3 separate regions of the Sus scrofa genome follow, and all the other regions are linked to region 1. The links are chromatin contacts, called in public HiChIP or PLAC-seq and promoter capture Hi-C maps. All regions are on one chromosome and are shown on one strand. The core of a region is the stretch at or near the end of the contact, and the rest is flanking DNA. Distances in the headings are between cores, read along the strand shown. Region 1 holds the start of YPEL5 (protein yippee-like 5). Region 2 holds the start of MEMO1 (mediator of cell motility 1). Region 3 holds the start of XDH (xanthine dehydrogenase).

Region 1 (4,937 bases), core at 1,045-3,544:
CTATAACATATTGAGCAAGTTTACAGATATTATATTCAATGTCTCTACTGTGACTTTGGGCAAGTTAGTTTATCACCGTGCCTCTGTTTATTTGTCTGTAAGATGTGGATAACATTACTTAGGTCATTGAATTGTTACGAAAAGTGAGTTAATTTTAAAGCACTTGGAACAGTAAGTGCTTTCTATGTATTTGTTAAAATAATAAATACCTTTCTCATTGTTTTACTTGGAATTTAAAGTGCTCACTTTGAGAAAAACTCATTCCTTGGGGTTTAGGCATTATATGCCCTTTTCTTTTTTTTTTAAATTTTTTGCTTTTGCTTTTTTAGGGATGTACCTGTGGCATATGGAGTTCCCAGGCCAGGGATCAGATCCGAGATACAGTTGTGACCTAAGCTGCTGCTGCGGAACTCTGGATCCTTAACCCACTGTGCCAGGCCAGGGATCGAACCTGTGTCCCAGCGCTCCCAAGACACTGCCGATCCCGTCGCACCAGGAGGAACTCCTGTATGCCCTTTTCAAATGATTACATTCAGAAATACTTGACCAATATTTTATCAATGAACACATGTTTTTTTTTTAAAAATTAATAGGAAAAGATTGAATGCAACCTATGTATTTGTCAGTAGAAAAAATAATGTTTTATACAGGATGAAGTCCTACTATGAAAAACTATGGAGACAAAGGCAAATTTGTAGATAAATGATATATTGACATGGAAGGATGGCTACAACATATTGAGCAAAAAAAGTAACTTTAAAAATAGAAAAGCAGGGAATTCCCTTTGTGGCTCAGCGGTTAAGGAATCTGACTAGGATCCATGAAGTTGCAGGTTTGATCCCTGGCCTCACTCAGTGGGTTAAGGATCTGGCATTGCTGTGAGCTATGGTGTAGGTTGCAGACTCTGGGACCTGGTGTTGCTGTGGCTGTGGTATAAGCTGGCAGCTACAGCTCCAATTCGACCCCTAGCCTGGGAATCTCCAAATGCCATGGCTACAGCCCTAAAAACACCAAAAAAAAAAAAAGAAAAAAAAAAGGTTCTTTTACCTTTAATGTTCAGGTTTTTATCTGAACTGAATGAAAATAGTTTGGGTTTGGTGAGGAGTCGAATGTTAGGATTTGCCTTCAAAACTTCTGTCCTGCTAGATAGCTTTAAGCACCTGGCAGATTAGTCTCAAATATTAGTCTTTTTTACCGGAGAAACAGGCATCCTCGACCATTACTTTATCCTGCAGGTCATCGAAAGACCATTAATGTAATTACCTGGGAAATTCTAATTTAATGAAACACAAAACCTTCCATCTTAAGTGTTGATGAAGATTAAGGGAGTAGTTACCCTTTTCAACAAACAAATCTCAGACTCTGAGGCAAAGAAAAATCTTGTAGAAAGACTGAATTTTCTACCTTTTTTTTTTTTTTTTTCGGCCGCATCCACGGCATATGGAGGTTCCCAGGCTAGGGGTCCAATCAGAGCTACAGCTGCCAACCTCCACCACAGCTCCCAGCAACGCCGGATCCTTAACCCACTGAAGGAGACCAGGGATCGAACCCGCAACCTCATGGTTTCTAGTCCGTTTCCACTGCACCACAATGGGAACTCCGAATTTTCTCAACTTTTTGATAATGACTTCCACTATCAAGAACGAACTCAGGGAATTGTAAATAAAATCCTTTCTTCAAGAATTCTATATGCCCAGTCCCAAAGGGTTTGAGGTTTGTAAATAAAAGGTGGCCCACTATAAGGCAGGTCAATAGTAAACAATCTCAAAAAAATGAATTACAGGGTCCATTTTAGGCACCTGTCTTGCCTACAAAAACAGCCTGTTGGTTTTCATTTCTCATCAGTGGGCCTCAGGAAACTAGGCCCTAGACACCACCTGGTGACGCTGTCTCACAGGTGCTGCAATTAGAAAGGCTGAGCAGTCGCCTTTAAGAAGCTGACTCACGTGGATGCTGTGTTGTGTGCTCTCAGCTGGGAAGGGGGTGGATCCTAGGTCTCTCCACATTGGCCACCTCGAGAGAGGGGGCCGAGTTAGTCCATTTGATTGGCTGTACGAGTCCAGGATGTTGGGTCAGGGGCGGAGCGAGTTGCCGGGAGTTAGCCAGGGATCTGCGCCTTCTGGGGGGGGTGGGCCAAGAAGCAAACCAGGGAGTGAGTGGGGGAGGGTGAAACCCAGAAGGGGCGGGGCCCATAGAAAGGGAGGGGCCTCGGAATGAAGGGCGTTCTGGGCCAACCAGGAGAGCCGACTGTTCGAGAGGCGGAGCTACGACTGGTGATTGACGGTGAGGCCCTACCAGGGAGAGGCGGGGCCAAGGCCAGGGCCTGACCAAACCTGGAGACGGGTGGCTGAGGGGCTTCATCTCAGCTGAGGAGCGAAGAGCCGTAGGTACCGGCGGATCTCACAGCAGCTCGGGGTGAGTGCACCGGTCGGGGGCTGGGTTCTGGGCTGGGTGGGGGCGAGACCCTCCTCCGGGTGGGCGGCTTGGAAGCACTGAGGGATCGGCCCGAGGCGGGGGGGGCCCATGCAGGAAGTATCCTTGCCTGGCTGCCTTCACCCCCGGGGTCCCAGCGCGGCCGACCCCCGCCCCTCTGGGCTGGCGCGGGTGGCTGGGCTGCGGGCTGACGAGCTGGCCTGTTTCCTCTTTGTGAGGCCCAGGCGCGGCGGCCGCGGTTGGCCCGCCCCCGCCGCGCAACCAGGGCGACTGGCGTGACCCCAACAGCCGCGACCCCCTGCTCAGCGCCCGTGTCCTCCCGCCCCGGCGCTGCCTCAGAGGCCCTCCCGGTCGCAGCCCAGGCCTCCGGCGCCCCCTCCGCGGGCAGTTGGGCCGCAGACCCCGCCGCCTCGGCTGCCCCGCCCCCACGGGCCGCGTCCCCGCCGCAGTGTCGGGGACGCGCCCCAGGCCCCCAGCCGCCACTGTCGTCCGAGAGGCCCGTGTCTGCTGCTATGAAGTGAAGTCCGATCTCAACTGCGAGATGTGCGGCCGAGATTACGCCCGTCCTTCAAAAGGCCCACATCCCCCGCCAGCTGGCACTTGCTACGGGCGAAGGGAGGTGTTGGCTTTTGTTTGCGGAGGGTGGATGTCGCCACCTGCCCCACTGCACCCCAGCAGACCCCTGGGCAGAGGGAGGGGGCCCCCGCCCGCTTGAAGGAGGGCGTGGCACGACTGTTGGGCAGCAATCGGGCGTCCGGGGCCTCGGGGCCGCCCGCTCAGCTGTTTCCGGCCAGTGTTTGTTGTGCCGGAGGAGGCCGCACCGCGCCGCGCTCGGCCCCGGCCCCTCCCGATTGGCCCGCGGCGTCACGTGCCCGCAATCAGCTGGGGCCAGCCGGGGCGGCGGGGCCTGGGCGGCTGCGGCGGAGCGCCCCCGGGGCGGGGGTCGCGCAGCAGACCGCAGCCCCCTGCTGCTCCGCGGCGAGCCGCCTTCCTACTTTCCTAGCTGGTGGGGCGGTAGGCCCGCTCTGGCCACCCCTTTATTCTGCACTCCTATGTAGGTAGGTAGGACAATGAAAATTCCGGACAGGGAATTAGAAAACTGAAATATTACAAAGATCTGTTTAATTTCAAGAGCTGTTAATCTCGCCTTCCAGGGAGAGTCTGGGAAGGTTTACACCTCATTTATTTTTAAACTTTTTCTGTTTACAGAGTACCGTTAGTAATCTGAGGATTTTTATTCCAGGTCTCCTTGACAGATGGAAAACCTGAAGTAACCTCAAGCTAACCTTGTGTTTTTGGAAAATTAGACTCGCTAGTGCAGTAACTAGGGGTAATAGGATATTAGCTAACTTCGCGCGTACAGTATTGCAGCTGTGTCCCAACAAAGACGGACCAAAATGTGTGAAGTGTGTCCAGGGTACATATTTGTGGCAGATGTGAAGTGTCTTGGTGGAGTCTTTTCCTCTGAGTTTATTGCATACTTGTGCTGTGTTAGATAAGAAGGAAATTGCAAAGAATTTACTGTCTCTTCTCTAGAAGCTTACAGTTTTTAGTAAACAGGTATAGGCAAATAAATTTAGGTAACATTACAGTGTTAAATACGAGTAAGTTATCAAATGAGTGTTGTAAGAATCCAGAAGTGGGGCAGTGAGAAATGAGTAAGTGAAGTAGGAAGCATTCTAGAGTGGATTGGTATTGATTAGACCTAGAAAATGAAGAAGCTTTGGGTTGCTATTAGGCCGACAGGGGCTGGTGGGCGGAAGTCCTGGAACCTTTACAAACAGTGAGAAGGTGGAGCTTGTGGAATTTGGCACACAAAATATTTTCCATTCTCTTTCTGGGTTTGTACTGGAATACCAGGTAAAATATCATGCTCCTTGGAAAGGACTGAAAGCTACTTTTATCACATTCTCTTCCAGCTCAGTGCTCAAGAGGGGTCTACTGGTTGGCCTTTTTCTTTTTTTTCCCCCTTCAAGTTGATCTCTGGCAGCTGTCTTATCTGTAGGAGAACGTGTTGAAGAAATATGCTAAGTAAATTATTTAACTTTATACAGGGAGACAAATTGGATTTTATCCACTTTTCTAAAATGGCTAGTGAAATACATGTGGCTATTTCTTTTCTTTCTTTTTTTTTTTTTTTTTTTTTTTTTTTTTTTTTGTCTTTTTGCCGTTTATTGGGCCGCTCCTGAGGCATATGGAGGTTCCCAGGCTAGGGGTCAAATCAGAGCTGTAGCCGCTGGCCTACACCAGAGCCACAGCAACTCTGGATCCGAGCCGCATCTGCAACCTATACCACAGCTCACCGCAATGCCAGATCCTTAACCCACTGAGCAAGGCCAGGGGTCAAACCTGCAACCTCATGGTTCCTAGTTGGATTCCTTAACCACTGAGCCACAACAGGAACGCCTACATGTGGCTACTTCTAAAATAACTGGTTGGATCATTGAGGACTTTTCCCTAGACTTAGTTGTCTTAGTTTTCTTTTTCTCTACATAAGTGGTAGG
Region 2 (4,937 bases), core at 1,396-3,895, 1.7 Mb after region 1:
CAAAATAAGCTTTTATAACTAAATCGCTTTAAATTCACCCTTTAAATTCACTCAAGTTAAAAGTCACACATATAAACACAACACACACACAAGCCACAATCTGATTTTTTTTTTTTTAAAACACTAAGGTTCTCTATGACAATCCACATTACCAAAATAGCATTAATGATTTCATTCAGAGTTTGGGGACTAATATACTTTAATAAAATTTTAAGAAAGCTGCACATTTTAGTTCCCTATTAATAGTTTTAATCACAGAATGTTTTGAGATGGATTAAAGGATTCTTCTTAGACTTGAGAAGATTAGTGAAGAAGACTTTTCAAGTCCAGAAGTGTGAACTATGCCTTATTTTACTAGACAAAGAATGTTCAAGAACCTATAAAAATTCCTCCAGAATCATTTGCCCACATTTCAATTCAAACCACAAAAAAGTTTAAAACACTTTTGAAAAGTACAGAAAACAAAAACAAATTAACCAAAGGATGGCCATGAAAGTGAAAACTGAGACTTTAACGCTTCAAAACACAATGCACAAAAAAAAGCTTAGTGATTTACAACCCTGAAAAGACTATTATTCATTGATAATTTTAATATTAATAATGCACTGATTGGAGGACAAACCCAGGAGCCACTGACTTCCATCACGCTTCAGCCACTCACTGGTTTGTACAGAGTCTTGGGAGCATCCCCATAAGCAGAAAAAGAAAAACTTAACTGACATTCTAAGGTTGTGAGAACTGATCAAATGTTTATGAAGTACTTTAGGACCATGAGGGAAGCCACTGTAACTATTAAAAGTCATCTGCTTAATGCACAACTATAGCTACCTGTTAAGCTTGCAAGTCTATATCATCATAATTCTTTGTATCTTCTTAACACAGCAAATATTCAGTGAGTCAGTAAAGTGTTTGTATTTAATGAGTTTAGCAACCTCAGAGAAATGAATTTTCCTCCAAATCTTTGTTTTCTCACAAAACATGTCACTATCCAACCCAGCTAACTGCAAAAGGAAGCATGATCCCATCCGCATTAAAGAACTGGGTCTAGTTATTGACAGGCCAACTGCAAATGACTGAAAACTCAGGAATCACAGTGCAACTTTGTCAACTTACCATAAATGTGACTCCTGAAAATAACCCCAGAAAACAGTCGTTCTAACAAGAGCTTTATTAAAGGGAAAGTCCCTACTCTCTCTTACATAAAGATCCCTAAAATGTTTTTGGACAGTGTCGACAGAAGACTATAAACTCTCTCAAAACCTGACCCAACGCGTTATTAGGTAGTGCCAGCACCTACTCGGTGTTGAGCGACTAGAGACTGGAGAGGCTGCTCAGGAAAAGTGCTGATGCCATCTCCAGCTGCCCCTTTCGTGAATGACAGTAACAATGAAAACACTGACAAAAGAGCTGGGAGGCCACCCCAAGCCTCTGCTTAGTAATACTTCTACCCTACCCCCAACAGACAGAGCTGCAAATCCCAGAAAAGGGCCTCTGCTCGCAGATCCCACATGCCAAGACCTTGCCTCTGGTCTGGCAACGCCAACGAGTACTACCCTTCGCTCTTCTCCAGCCGGCTGAGCACCTGAACGCTGAGGGGGAAATGCGGCCTCTCTTTTAAACTGCCAAGACCGCCTGGCCAGACACCGGCCGGCAGAAGCGGGCGTGCGCCCCGGGAGCCTGAGAACTCCCCGGTCGCGGGCAACGCTCGGAGCGCCGGCGGAGAGGAGAGGAAAGAAGAGGGGAGAAGAGGAAGGAGCGTCCCTCCCGCGGCCGGAGGGCGGAGGGTCGCTCGGCCCCGTGCAAACCGTCCTGCCGGGGGTGGCTGCGGCCCGCCGCCCGCTTCCCAAGAGCCGGGGGAGGCGATAAGTAGGCTCGGACCAGGAGCACATTCTTTCCTCGAGCCTGGTCCCGAGGGAGGGGGCAGGCTGCCCAGGCGGCAACTCTCCCCTCTCGCCCAACTCGGGGCAGAGCGTGAGGCCGGCCGACCCGGAGCTGCCCCGCGGGATGCCGCCCGGGTGGGGGAGGCGGCGAGGCCCGCCTCCGGCCCGCTCCCTCCCCACGCGGTCCGCGGCCGGCGGCCGTCCGCGCCCTGGTCCCTCCCGCTGCCGCGCGGGGCCGAGCCGCCGACCTCGGCCGGCCGGGCGCGGGGCCAGGCGGCAGCGGCGGCGGGCGGGCCGGCCGGCCTGGGGCCCTACCTGAGGCTGTGTACCAGCTCCCGGCGTGACTGGCTTCCCGGCAGACCACTCGGTTGGACATCTTGGTGCCTGTGCCGCCTATGGTGCACGAGGATGAATGAGGAGGCGGCGGCGGCGGCGGCGGCAGGAGCGGCTCCGCAAGGGGACGAGACACCGCGGGCCCAGCCCAGGAGGAGGCGGCAGCGGGGAGGGGATCAGCCCGGCCCAGGAGGAGGAGGAAGAGGAGGAGGCGGCGGCCGGGAGGAGGAGGAGATGGCAGCCGGGGCGGTGGCGGCGGCGGCAACAATCACCACAAACTCGGGCGACCGCCGGAAGATGAGGCCCGCGGCGGCTTTACCGAAGCCGGGAAAGCCCTGGCCCCGGCCCCCGGAGTCGCCGCTGCTCCCCAGCCGGGGCAGGTTCCGCCGAGCCGCCCCCACGGCCCCCTCCCCTCCGGGTCGGCCTCCCGGAGCCAACGCCGGTGACCCCACCCCCGTGACTCCGCGCCCGCCCCCTCCCCCCACCCCCGCGGGACTCCCCGCACCCACCCCTACCCCAGCGGGGCCCTCCTGCCCGCCCGGCCGCGGGCCCGCCGGCCCCGCCCCGCTCCTCCTCCGGCCGCGCGGCGAGGTTAACGACGTACACCGGACAGGCCAGACGGCATCTGGGGTCGGGCGGCCCCGCGAGGAGGCAGCGGCGGCTGCAGCTCCGCGCACACAAAAGCCCAGGGCCGGGGCCTGAACCGGGGAAGGCAGACCCGGAGAAGAGCCAACGCTTCCTTACTCGCCACTCTAACGAGTCCTGCCCACTGAGCATGCCCAGCAGCCGCGGCCAGGCCTGCCGAGGATTCTCAACGTGCACGCTCCGCTCTCCGGGGTTTAGTGGCAGCAGAGGCTGGGAGGGGGAGGGCGTGCGGAGCAGGACGCAGCCGCAGGGCAAGCCCCCTCCCCCAGCCAACTTCCTTAAACGAAGAGCACAGAGGACACGCAGAGGCAGCTCTCCACGCGGAAAGTCGCCCCGGTTTCCCCACCATAACAGGAGTCCTTAGTGGATACTTACCCCGCAAGGTTTCACTCCTTGGCATGCGTGTCTGCGGCCACGTTGGGAAGTGCATTTGTAGAAGCAGGAGCATGGTAGTGTGCCTGTGATCCTGCAAATACTAGTTTTTGCTTCAGAGAGCCACTTTTACCACCTAACCATGGCTTTGACACCGTAAACGGTTATCTTGTTTCAAGTTATATTTATGTAACTGCATGTCTCAACTCTGTAACGACTGCAGTGTGATATAACAGCCCTCAGTTATTCTCATCTCTAAAATAGGCATAACACTACTCAAGGTGCGTCCCCAGGATAAAAATCAATAAATGTAAAGGGTCTGATAGAGTAGTCATACAACAAACATTATTTCCAACCCCCCGTTATCTTTTTTGTTGTTTGTTTGTTTTTTTCTTTTGGTCTTTTCTATGGCCGCACACTCGGCGTATGGAGGTTCCCAGGCTAGGGGTCTATCTGGAGCTGTAGCCGACGGCCTACACCACAGCCACAGCAACGGAGGATCCCAGCCACATCTGCGACCTACATCACAACTCACAGCAACGCTGGATCCTTAACCCACTGAGCGAGGCCAGGGATTGAACCCACAACCTCATGGTTCCTAGTCGGATTCATTAACCACTGAGCCACGAGGGGAACTCCCTAACCTTCCATTGTCTTTTAAATCCCAATATTCCACCTAAGTATCAGGAACAAAGAATGACTTTAAAATTATACAAGAATCACAACTAAGTAGAATACCTTTGACCTCCGAGGAAATGTTGTTATGAAATACTTACAAAACTAGGAAGAGAGTAAGAAAGTTTCATACCCTCAATGAAAGACTTGGGGTTAAACCTTAAAATTGTTATATCTGAATTTCATATTAAACAGATTCCCCAGCAGAGTCCAAAGCAAACAACTGACTGCTTAATTTTCAAATTTTCCTAGTGTCATAATAATAGTTTGTTTTTGTTTCTTTTTTATTTTAAGGTAGTATCCTGTTTCTACCCCTCCTGCCACCTTTTTCGACTTTAAGGCCTAAGGATCTTGTGTAAGATGCCAGTCCTAAAACCTGGTCAACAGTGGAACTTCTGATTTTCACACCTTTTTTATACACTGTTTTTAAGCTAAAAAGAAAAAATCTCCAATCTATATAGTTCTTTTTTTTTTTTTTTTTTTTTTTTTTTCTGGCCTTGCTGGAGGCATGCAGTTCCCGGGCCAGGGATTGAACCTGTGCCACAGCAACAACCAGACCCACAGGGGTGATAACTCAGGCTCTGAAACCCGCTGAGTCATCAGGGAACTCTTTATTCACTTTTTGACCCTTTCACTTCACCACTAATCTGCCCAAATATTAGGATATTATGCTACACACACACACACACACACACACACAGGGCAAACAGTCAATTTAGGGATTAGAGAAAAAGAAGAGCTGAAGCTATTTCCCCGGTACTCTTCCTGGAGCACCAAAACTCACTGATAACTGCTGAAATGATAAACTTTTCATTGTAACTGTCAAGAAAAGGAAATTGATATGGTGTACAGACTTGATAGCTCTGTCACTCATGAACTAATATCTAGCCACTTAACCTTTTCAACCCACAGTTTTCTCATCTTTCAAATCCAAAGAAGGTAATATCTAACTTACAGGATCACTGTGAGAATCATTAAGTAAGGTACTAGAAAACAACTTATAAACTGTTGTTTTAAATGTTTATCATTATC
Region 3 (4,937 bases), core at 1,670-4,169, 1.2 Mb after region 1:
ACCAAACCCCTAAGCCTTTGCCTTGGCAGTCAGTGAATCCAGCTGCTTAGCCAAGGCCGCAGAAAGCTGCCTCTAATGTATGAAATACGTCTGGAAAGCCAATTCAACAACTATTTCTTAAATTTCTACAGTGTGATTACTGTATGTAACAAAGCTGTTGGAATTCTTTTTTTCTGTTGGAATTCTGGGCTGCAAAAGTCTTAGAATCACCAGTGCGGAAGTTCTGCCCTACCTCTTGGCTTGCTGCCAGAGGCCAATCCTGAGAGGAAGTTGGCACAGAGAGATAACCCTGCACCAGGAAGAGCATGGCTGGCCCCCTCCCCTAGTGTCACCAGTGATGCCACTCAAACTGAATCCAGCAGTCCTGGAAGCATCCATGTTGCAATGGCTCATGGAATTCCCCTGCTAGCCAGCCAAACACACACTGACAATGCACCAGACATCCTATGAAGCACCAGACGTCCTATGAAGCACATTTTAGTTCTTGTTTCCAAAGCCACCCAGTTTCTCAACTCATAAGTGCCAATATTGCAAAACCAATAAACCTGCTCTTTGATGAGTGGGTACAATCATCAGTCACATTGTCCACATAGCTGTTCACAAAGTGCCACTGCAGCTACCCTTTTCCTGTCCCTTTCATTCCCAAGTGGGGAGCTAAAGCAGACGCAAGCACCTCAGCAGTGGTGTAGGGAGGGCAAGAGGGCGAGGGTGATGGTGTCATGTACTTGCACCCACCCTCCCTGCACTGGCCTTAACATTTGCAAAGATTCTCTCCCTTCCAGTGCCACCAGGACTGGTACCCAGGTCATAAGACTTCCTCTGCCCCACCCCATCCCCACCTTCCCTAGGTCCCTGTGTACCAGTGAAGTTAATCCAAGTGGACAATTTTTATCAAAGAGATTTGTAATATTTATATGCACAACTAAATGTGGGGTGGCAAAAACATGCCCTTTATGAGACAAAAATTGTAGCTTGCCACAAGATGTCAGTATACATCCTCACACAAGATAGCTGTTCCATTTCTGCTGATGAAACATCAGAATCAAAGCACAGCAAAGAAAACCATAAAACAAAAAACCAAAAAGACCAACCTACGGAATGGGAGAAAATTGTTTCAAATGATGCAACTGATAAGGGCTTGATGTCTAAAATATATAAACAACTTATACAACTCAACAGCAAAAAAACCAACAACCCAATTGAAAAATGGGCAAAAGACCTGAATGGACATTTCTCCAAAGAAGATACGCAGATGGCCAATAAGCACATGAAGAAATGCTCAACATCCCTGATTATTAGAGAAGTGCAAATCAAAACACCATGAGATAACACTTAACACCAGTCAGAATGGCCATTAATAAGTCCACAAATAACAAATGCTGGAAGGGGTGTGGAGAAAAGGGAACCCTCCTGCGCTGTTGATGGGAATGCAAGCTGATACAACCACTATGGAAAACAGTATGGAGGTAACTCATAAAACTAAATGTAGAACTACCATATGACCCAGCAATCCCACTCTTGGGCATATATCTGGACAAAACTTTCCTTGAAAAAGACACATGCACCCACATATTCATTGAGCGCTATTCACAAGAGCCAAGACATGGAAACAACCTAAATGTCCATCAACAGATGAATGGATTAAGAAGAAGTGGTATATATACACAATGGAATACTACTCAGCCATAAAAAAGAATGACATAATCCCATCTGCAGCAACATGGATGGAACTAGAGACTCTCCTACTAAGTGAAGTAAGTCAGAAAGATAAAGACAAATGCCATAGGAAATCACTTAAATCTGGAATCTAATATATGGCACAAATGAACGTTTCTGCAGAAAAGAAACTCATGGACTTGGAGAACAGATTTGTGGTTGCCAAGGGGGAGGGCGAGGAGGAGAGGGAGGGAATGGGATGGACTGGGAATCTGGGGTTAATAGATACAAACTATTGCATTTGGAGTGGATAAGCCATGAGATCCTAATGTATAGCACAGGGAACTACATCCAGTCACTTGTAATGGAACATGGTAGAGCATAAAGTGAGAAAAAGAAAATACATATATATGTAAAAAAAAAAAAAAAGCTATGTGATGGACAGGAATTTGGGTTAGTAGATGCAAACTATTACATTTAGAATGGATAAGCAATAAGATTCTACTGTACAGCACAGGGAAATATATCCAGTCTCTCGTGATAGAACATAATGGGAGATAATATGAAAAAAAGAATATATATATATATATATATATATATATATATATATATATACTCATACACACACACGTATATATATATATAACACATATATGACTGGGTTACTTTGCTATATAGCAGAAATTGAAACAACAATGTATATCAACTATACTTTAATAAAAAAAATTTTTAAAGAATCAATGCTGAGTACATCTCATACTTTCACATTAGCAAAAAAACACATTCCTGCTCCTTTTCTCAGTAAAGAAAGCAACAAAAGCCTTAAGATACATTTGCCTAAACACAGAAAGAGAGGTGCAGTGGGTGACCTCCAGTCTTACCTAGAACCCTGCCCACCTTTCTCAGCTTCATGCCAGTGTCTCTACTACTGCAAAAGGGGCAGGGTGGCACAAGTGGAGCTCAGAGACACCTTGACATGTTTCTTCTTGCTTCCCTCCCCATCACTCCTTTGCCCCATGAATATCTTGACTGCGTTCTAGCACTAAGAAGGTCCGCTTCCCCAAGATTATCCCAGATGTAGCACAGCTCCAAAGGAAGAGAGAAAAAGGCGAACAAGTAAGGGAGAACACAGAGAGAGAGAACAAGAAGGAGCCTTTTCCAAAGGATACACATCCCTCCCAGGGAGCAGGGAAACCAGAGGAATGCTCAGCTGCTGCTTACCTTTTTGCCATTCACAAAGAAAACCAACTCATCTGCTGTCATTGTCATGAGTTGGGGGGGGTCCCCTGAACTGCAGGTGCCTCACGCCCAAGAGTCACTGCCAGTTATCACTGCTCTGCCACTTGAAAAATACGCCTCCCAATAAAATGGAATGAAGTCAGCCAATGGCAGGGACCCAGCTTAGAGCTTCGGGGCACAGAGAGTTCCTGGCAAAGCCACCAGTTTACATAATCAAGGAAAATGCAAACAATCATACACAGCACATCACGCCCCCGACACTTACATCAAAGAGCACAGAGGAAACCACGGGCCAATATCAGCAGGGGGATGCCTTGATGCCAGGGGACCGTGGGTCTCAGTCACAAGCCTCACAGAACTGCTTCATCCCCCCACTTGCTGAAGACCCAGGGGGGAGGGGCATGGTCACAGTCACAGTCTCAGCAATAGAGGTGATTCACACCCTCCGCGTCCACACTTGTCATTTTACCATTTAGGTTTACTGCGACCCACACTCAGCACTTCCATGCAGGACTCTTTTCCCCGCAGCCTGGAGAAATATGGAGTTACAAGATACAGATCAGATATAAAATCTGGCCTCTGACCTCAGCAGGTCACTTACCACTTTCAGAACTCACTGATTTTCATCCTGCAAATGGGCAAATGAATGACACCAAGAGCAAAAGGGCTGTATTTTGGAAATGCTTTGTAAATTTGCAAACAACCAAACTTGTATTATTATTACAAATGCATTCTCAACAGCACAAAAAAAAATAATCCTGATAATAAAACATCTGTGACGTTTTCCTTTCATTTCTGTCAGGGAAATGCCCTTGATTGAATTGTCAGCCTAACTCAAAAAATATTTCAAAATACTGTAACAAGTAAAATGTGCACCTCCCATAACCATAGGCCAAATTAATACAGAGCTGAAAACCTTCCCCAATCCAGTTCCCATTAACTCCTGGTATAAACACACACGTATATCACCCACTCAGACGGCACCAATGGGCTATCAAGTCCAGCACCCAACTGCCCCTCCCAACACCCACACACCCACACACCCCTCTGGTCGTCTTCTACTCAGCTAGCCTCTCTGGAGTAGGGCTATGAGGGAGGAAGAGAGCAGTACTGGGCAGGTGTACTTGGTACCAAAATAACTTGGAGAAACTGAAGATTGCCAGGACAACCACCATGTTTTCAACACAACACCCCTCACCACAACAGCCTTTATCTAAGCAGGAGATGAAACCCTAGTTGTAGGGAGACTAATCATCCCAGTTTGTCCCCGGATAGCTTGGTTTTAGCACTAAATTCCTGTAAATCCCTCAGTCCTGGGCAAACTAGCATGACTGGTCAGCATGAAACAGTCATTCTTAACTGGACAGGTGGAAGCCCATCCTAGAAGCCTTTTAGCAATGTCTGGGGATATGCTTTGGTGACAAAAGTCATCAATAATCATTTATAATAATAATACTGGAGAGTTTTGTTTGAGTCAAACTGAGAACTATAATCCAGAAAACAGTCTGATAGCTCTGAAAAACTCTTCCGGAGAAGCATGGTTTTCAGCACAGTTTTATAGCTTGTCAGAAAAAAATACATCTAACATGAGAGGAATACATTTCTTCATCATTTCAAAAAAAAAAGATCAGCACCTACACAGAGAGTCAGTAAAGCCCTGGCACCTGGGAAAGGAGACTTACCATCAAAAGAGTAGTAGCACAAGTGTAGAATTAATATTTATTTTTAAAACATACATCCTTGGAGCTCCTGTTGTGGCTCAGCAGAAGTGAACCTGACTAGCATCCACAAAGACGTGGGTTTGTTCCCTGGCCTTGCTCAGTGGGTTAAGGATCTGGCATTGCTGCGAGCTGTGGTGTAGGTTGCAGATGAGGCTCAGATCTGGTGTTGCTGTGGCTGTGGTGTAGGCTGGCAGCTGCAGCTCCAATTCAACCCCTGGCCTGGGAACCTCCATACGCCACACTTGTGGCCTATAAAGAAAGAAAATAATAATAAAAATAAAAATGATAAGAAAGTCTTACTTCTGGTCAATGCAGACTTTG

The links. Promoter capture Hi-C pulls out the DNA fragments that hold promoters and counts their contacts. HiChIP or PLAC-seq counts read pairs in DNA pulled down with a chosen protein or histone mark.
Region 2: a contact with region 1 is called in a promoter capture Hi-C map of liver, with 5 times the contacts expected there. The contact joins the promoter of MEMO1 here to the promoter of YPEL5 in region 1. A contact is called at or near these places in 1 of 5 promoter capture datasets (liver) and 1 of 47 Hi-C or Micro-C datasets (embryonic fibroblasts).
Region 3: a contact with region 1 is called in an H3K27ac HiChIP or PLAC-seq map of alveolar macrophages. The contact joins the promoter of XDH here to the promoter of YPEL5 in region 1. A contact is called at or near these places in 2 of 2 datasets of contacts at active chromatin or transcription factors (alveolar macrophages and skeletal muscle).

Annotation. Positions count from the first base shown.
Region 1 is chr3:109,194,000-109,198,936 of Sscrofa11.1, reverse strand. YPEL5 (protein yippee-like 5) reads left to right here and starts at 2,294. Exons shown (of 3, transcript XM_003354871.4): 1 at 2,294-2,415.
Region 2 is chr3:107,540,184-107,545,120 of Sscrofa11.1, reverse strand. It overlaps MEMO1 (mediator of cell motility 1), which reads right to left and starts at 2,645. Exons shown (of 9, transcript NM_001244877.1): 1 at 2,196-2,645. The coding sequence starts at 2,256.
Region 3 is chr3:107,985,178-107,990,114 of Sscrofa11.1, reverse strand. XDH (xanthine dehydrogenase) reads right to left here and starts at 2,919. Exons shown (of 36, transcript NM_001285974.1): 1 at 2,878-2,919. The coding sequence starts at 2,919.